Regions from separate parts of the Danio rerio genome. Here region 1 is linked to region 2. Evidence: chromatin contacts called from public HiCAR-type data. All regions are on one chromosome and are shown on one strand. The core of a region is the stretch at or near the end of the contact, and the rest is flanking DNA. Distances in the headings are between cores, read along the strand shown. Region 1 holds the start of kcnj8 (potassium inwardly rectifying channel subfamily J member 8). Region 2 holds the start of abcc9 (ATP-binding cassette, sub-family C (CFTR/MRP), member 9).

Evidence for each region. HiCAR-type assays count read pairs that join an accessible place to other places.
Region 1: a HiCAR-type map of caudal fin shows a contact between it and region 2, with 2.9 times the contacts expected there. The contact joins the promoter of kcnj8 here to the promoter of abcc9 in region 2. A contact is called at or near these places in 9 of 18 Hi-C or Micro-C datasets (caudal fin, embryo, fibroblasts and 4 more) and 2 of 4 datasets of contacts at active chromatin or transcription factors (caudal fin and embryo).

The regions. Positions count from the first base shown.
Region 1 is chr4:15,298,461-15,301,484 of GRCz12tu, reverse strand. It overlaps kcnj8 (potassium inwardly rectifying channel subfamily J member 8), which reads right to left and starts at 1,557. Exons shown (of 2, transcript NM_001030153.1): 1 at 1,208-1,557; 2 at 1-105. The coding sequence starts at 1,557. All of the region lies in intron 1 of LOC141381604 (a long non-coding RNA gene), which reads left to right.
Region 2 is chr4:15,241,636-15,244,930 of GRCz12tu, reverse strand. It overlaps abcc9 (ATP-binding cassette, sub-family C (CFTR/MRP), member 9), which reads right to left and starts at 1,734. Exons shown (of 37, transcript NM_001030154.1): 1 at 1,563-1,734. The coding sequence starts at 1,710. It also overlaps a transcript of plxnb2a.3 not described here.

The sequences.
Region 1 (3,024 bases), core at 308-2,807, 57 kb before region 2:
ATGAGAAAGGCGATGGCGATGGGACACCGCTCTGTTATCATACGCCCTCCGAAACCTATAGTCACCTGCACCTCGATGGAGAACAGGAAGGCAGAGGTGAAAGAGCTGGAAGGAAAAAAAAACATCAGTTTTAGGCGGCAGAAATAACATCCACATGGAATAAAACAACCTAATAATTTGACCTAAATTATATGGCCCATATGTAAAAAAAAATACACAATTGCCTTAATTACTGTTATTACTTTATTATACATTTAGATTTGTCTTTTTTTTATTTGGTTTTGTTAATTTGGATTTTATTTAGCAATTTTAGTTGAATTATTTTTGTATAAAATCTACATTTAATATAATGGCTTCATAATTATATTATAAGATCATATATATATATATATATTAGATAGTATTATAATATACAATCTCTAAATAACGTTCTATTATTTATTCAATCCATTGGTTGAGTTTAAAATATCTGGTGCTTTGTTGGGTTATTTTTAACCTTTATTGGGTTATTTATTTAATAACTGAACCATTGGGTTAAATATCTGGTGCTTTGTTTGGTTATTTTTAACCTTTATTGGGGTATTTGTTTAATTACTCAACTAGTTGGGATAAAAATTTCAACAGTCAACTGATTTAACTGACACAGAACAGTATATTAATATGCGTGTAATGTTGTTTTTGCATTATAAAGTTTATTAAAGCTCCAACGCAATAATATTGTAGTGTTTTTAACTTTTAGTAATCTAATTTTTATTTGCTACAAATTTAATTATCATTACATGACATTTATAAAAGGCCTATCAATATTGTGATATAATATTTGTTATACATTTATGATTATAAAATGCCAAAGTTAAACTTAATTTATGACGGTAATTTCCCCCTTTAATATAAGTATTTAACAATGTTATGAATAATTTTTAAAACTGCTTAAATTGGATTTTTATTACATTCACCATAAATGAATAATTTTAATAATTATTATTTTGAATATAAAAAATATATATTTCCACGTATTGACAAAAACATTTTCCTAAAACGTATATTTTCTTAAAAAAAAAAAGAAGATAAAATACCTTAAAAATAGGCTAGGTTATAAAATGAAATATGTCATCAGTTTGCAACAGTTTTATAGGCTACAGATACAAAACAGGAGGATAGACATGTTTTGGACATCTGCACATGCAATCAAGTCAACGGCACTCACTTGACATTGGTGACGCACTGCTCCACGGCAGGTTTACGGTCGGTGTCCAGATCTCCGTGCCCGAAGGCCACCAGCCACCAGCTCATGGCGAACAGCAGCCAGCTGCACAGAAATGTCATGGTGAAGATGACCAGCGTGAAGCGCCACTTCAGATCCACCAGAGTGGTGAAGACGTCCTGCAGGAACCGGCCCTGCTCACGGATGTTCTTGTGCGCCAAGTTACACGCGCCGCTCTTGGCGATGAAGCGCGCTTTATTCACGCGGTCTCTGAACACTGGTTTACGCGGCACCCGGGACACCAGCGCCGGCAGCGCGAACTCCTCCGGGATGATGCTCTTCCGCGGCAACATGATTTACAACAAAAACTTCTCCTGAGCGTGTCAAACGCGCTTAATAACCATCCCGCATCCACGGTTTAACTTGGCGAAGTAGCATAAACTATAAGAAAAAAAGTGATTTGATCACAATAAATAGTTTAATCCGTGTTCTTGGGCCAGTTTCTAGAATAAAGGCTGGAAAAGAGCAGAAGTGAGTGTTTGAAGCGCTTCTGAATGTGTGTTTCTGATGGAGATCGGGCTGCTCTACTGGACTCATGGGCGGTACATCCCTGTCCTACAGCCTCCGACTGACACTCACATCGGACAGAAGAGCGCTTGAAACTACTTCAGCATTTTAAACGGGTTATATTCGCCAATGTTACAGATTAAAAGCAATGAATTTCTTTATGTAAATAGAAAGTAAAAGAAAGATTAGCCAGTGCACTTAAAAGAAACAAACGCATGCTATCCGAACAAACGAGTTGCAAAATTATTGCGACTATTGAATTGATGAATTTTTACATTTACTTTCTGGAGAGAAAAAAAAACTAGTTTAACGCGAGAATTGTCGGTGAATCTTTCATAACACGATATTATAAGGGTGGAGACCTATGAGGACCACAGGAGCGCGCTATGGAGATCTTATAGGCTAATTTATTCTTGCCCATATTAGGTATATATGATTAAATTAAATAAATTACCTCAACCAATCAAATTTATTATTTAGCCTACAGAATAATAATATATTTTTTAAAAACTATATATTTAAACTATACTATTCGACACAGATTTAATTCAACTAAAGTTTTCCTTTGTTTAAACAATTGTTTGTTGAAAATGATAACAATAATAACAAAATAATAATAATGATTATAAATAATAATATTTTAATAGCAAAAGCAAAAATAAACCTTTTAAACTTCATCAAGTTATGTGTATGTCTGTGTATGTTGTTATTAATACTACTACTAGCCTACTACACATACACATATCTTTTTTTAAATTGTATTTTAGGCTAACAATAATATTTTAATAAGCATTCATAAAATTCATCCGTTTATCTTGTTTCCATCACTGCTCTCTAGCTGATTTGTTCTTTTTCTGTGCATTATTCTCTTATATTCTGCGTTTGGAATGATATTTATTGTCATTTTCAATTTAAAAAGTTTCACCTCCTTTTCAGGCATCTAAAAATAACCTGACAACTTTAATAGTCTCTGCGCTTCAGTACATTTTAAAGGAATTATTTTTATTTTTATAACACAATGTGTTTCTCAAATAGTAGCATAATATAAGCTAATATAATAGTAACAATAATATTGCATAAATGGATTTCTCAATTTGAACAAAGGCACACATATGAACAGAAGGTGGCGCTGTATAGCAAAGTAGCCTGTTTTCTGTCACAATTAATGTACATAATATTAACATTTGTGAAGTTTAATAACTAGTTTACTGTTTAAACGTTGCTTTAAAACATATGCAATGCAAATGCACTTC
Region 2 (3,295 bases), core at 485-2,984:
TCTCTTCAAATTGTCGAGAATATGGACCAAAATCTCTGACCAGTGTTTCCAGGACATCTTGGATCTATGCCACAATATATCTCACAAAGTTTTGAAGGCAAATGGTGGTCTGGTATAGAGAAGTTGTACTAAATAGTGTCCAGTGAGTGATTATCTTTTTTTCATTATCTGAACCACATGACCCAGCCTGTGTGCTGTGAGATTGGCAGAAAGCTGAGGCTCCACCTTAAAACACTACATCAGAGACTTGTGAATATGTCTGGCACCCTGAAACGGTTATAATTGTATTATTGTTGTCGTATAATTCGCTAGTGTTTCTAGGTAAACAATTACTTTTTCCTAGACGTTTGTTAATCAGCACTTTGTATCTGTCTCCGCCTGTCTTGTTTTCCCTTCTTTGGCTAACAGTGTAATAATTCTTCCCTGGGAAACATTTTTTCATTATGAGGTACGGCAAAATGCTTACAGTCTACAAGAGGAACGGCACTGACACCATTACAGCATCGGCGGAAACATTTTGAGATGCTTTTGAGTAAATGCTCTTAGGGGAGTCGATATAGATAATGAATTGGCAAAGCTTGTTGTGATACAGTGTCTAGATCCCTCAGCTTCTGAAGACATAACGTATGTGAGAAGAAAGTCAGAAAACCAGGGCTTTACAATTTAAGAATTTACTTCCTTGGAAATTTTGAGTTAGATTTTGAATTCACACCCTACAGGATATTATAATTGGATTAATAAGAACAGAAAATGAATGAACAGTACTAAATAGCAAATACACAACAAGTGTTTGTTTATGGGTTAATATAGCAGATTATTACACAGCACTCTGAAATATTAAATTATTGGTCAATCTTAACATTCTACGGTATGTTATTTCCATATAACAACCAATTAAACTAATGACTCAAGCTTATCCAGATAGGATGAATTATCTTGATTGTTAGTAATTAGATTCATAAATATATATGCTAATCTGTCATGTCACAGTTCTTGACTGGTTGGTTGCAACTTGTAACTGAATAATAATAAATGGTAGGATGCTATAAGCTATTTCCAGCCATTTTTCATTCCCAAAGCTTTACGTTACTCTTGAGTTATACTTTGTGAGTAAATATTGTGTTGATCTATTAAAATAAAATGGAAAAAAATTATAAAAATATAACAAAATATGACATATGTTTAATAAAATAAAATTACAATAAAATTAAATTAAATTAAACAAAATTAAATTAAATTAAATTAAATTAAACAAAATTTAATTTAATTTAATTTAAAATAAGTTTTTCAAGTATGGTCAATAAATTAAAATAAAATTAATTTATCTCTAATTAAAAACTAATTAAAATAAAACTTCTAGGATTATCCATAAAATAAAATTAAAGGAAAGGAAACAAAAAAAACTAAATAAAGCAAAACAAAACAAAAACAAAACAAAACATTTTCAGTAAAAAAAGCCATCTGTATTATATGCAGAATGAAACGCAACTCTGTGGAGTTTCACAAACTGTAATGCATTCACATGGTTGCTGAACAGGGAAAAAAGACAAGGTCATTCATACCAATGAAGAGAATTGGGAAGGTGATGAAGAGAAGAAATACATGAGGGACGAGGTTGAGGGCATCCACGAAGCAACCATTGTCCAAGACTCCATTATCCACGCTGTAGGCGTTACTATCCCTGTCGTTCCCACAGAAAGACAGGGCCATGTCACCTGACTGGGCTAAAGAAGCCTGGACATAATTAAAAATAATAATGTTAGATATGAACATTATTGAATGTAGATAAATGTGATCAAAAAAAGACATTGACAAAAATACAGTTTTTTTCATGCACCTGTCTAGGTATTTTGGCTTTAAATAAAGTGGGGGTTTTTTCAGTCGAAGTAAACACAGTAAACAATTTGAGATACAATTAATCAATTGATTATAACTCTTCTCTTTAGAAACACTTACAGAAACCAGATTTATCCATTTGCTGAAGGATATTATAGAGGGGTTTGTTCTTACAGAAATCATTTGATTACAGTATATATACATCAATTTATTCAATAACAAGAACAAAATACCTGTAAAAATGTAAATTTTACTGGCTATTAACAATTTTTTAATTAATCTATAAAAAAGGAATCCCCGAAATGAAAAACATCTGAATGTAAACTCACAAAACAAAACAAGAAATTTGAACCTGATCATATTACTAAAAACATATGTAAATTAACGGATATTTAATTAAATATTATCTCATTCATACACATAACATTTTAGCTTGTAAATAGGTCATTTTAAGTTGTTTACAATTCTTAATTTAATTAACCAACTGGGGAAGTATGTTGAAAACTATTGTTTTATTTTTGGTTCCAGGCTTTGAGCTCAGGCTGACAGCACTGGAAGCAGTTTCCCAATAATCATTATTGACTATGAGGTCAATCAGTGTAAGAGCAAGATTAACACACCCTCTCTATAGACAGAGCCTGTACCCTCTTAGTCAAATTATTTAACAACAAACTTTCATTTCCCGCGAGAGCTGCGTTATACAACAGCATACTGGACAGCAATGTTTATTTTTGCAGAACATATTCTGATAGACTGAATCTTGCATGCTGTATATCCTTAAATGAACCATCCAAATATGTGTGTGTGTGTGTGATTCTTTTTGTTTTGTTTTTACAGTTTTGATGCTTTTCATGCCATGTTATAATTACCATCATCTCCACATGACAACATGTGATGTTACCTCATTAACACACATGAAACTATGTTTCTATGTGTTTTGTTAACATTATCAATGCCTAAATTTAACACATAATCTAATCTGCATCAGTCAAGTGGTGCAGCCGTAGCTCTTAGAAACCTTAATATTTGTTATTGTTAGTTTATAAAAAAATAATACTTAAAAAATACAACAAATAAATTAAATGTAAAGTAAAATATATTTTCTAACTACTTATTATTAAGTGTTCTTCTAATATGTTCAAAATAAAATGAAGTAAAATAAAATTCCACTCAAATTAAAAGTATTAAAATAAAATTCAATCAATTAGTCAATTCAGTGTTTCCCAACCCTGTTCCCGGAGGCACACCAACAGTACATATTTCGGATGTCTCCCTTATCTGACCCATTCATTTTAGGTCTAAGGTCTCTTCTTAAGTGATGAGATGATGCTGGTGTGTCTGATTAAGAAGAGGTTGAAAATGTGTTCTGGTGGTGTGCCTTCAGGAACAGGATTGGGAAACACTGAATTAAGTGATACCCTAAAATTCCCTAAATTAAAGTATAATTATGTAGTCTTCT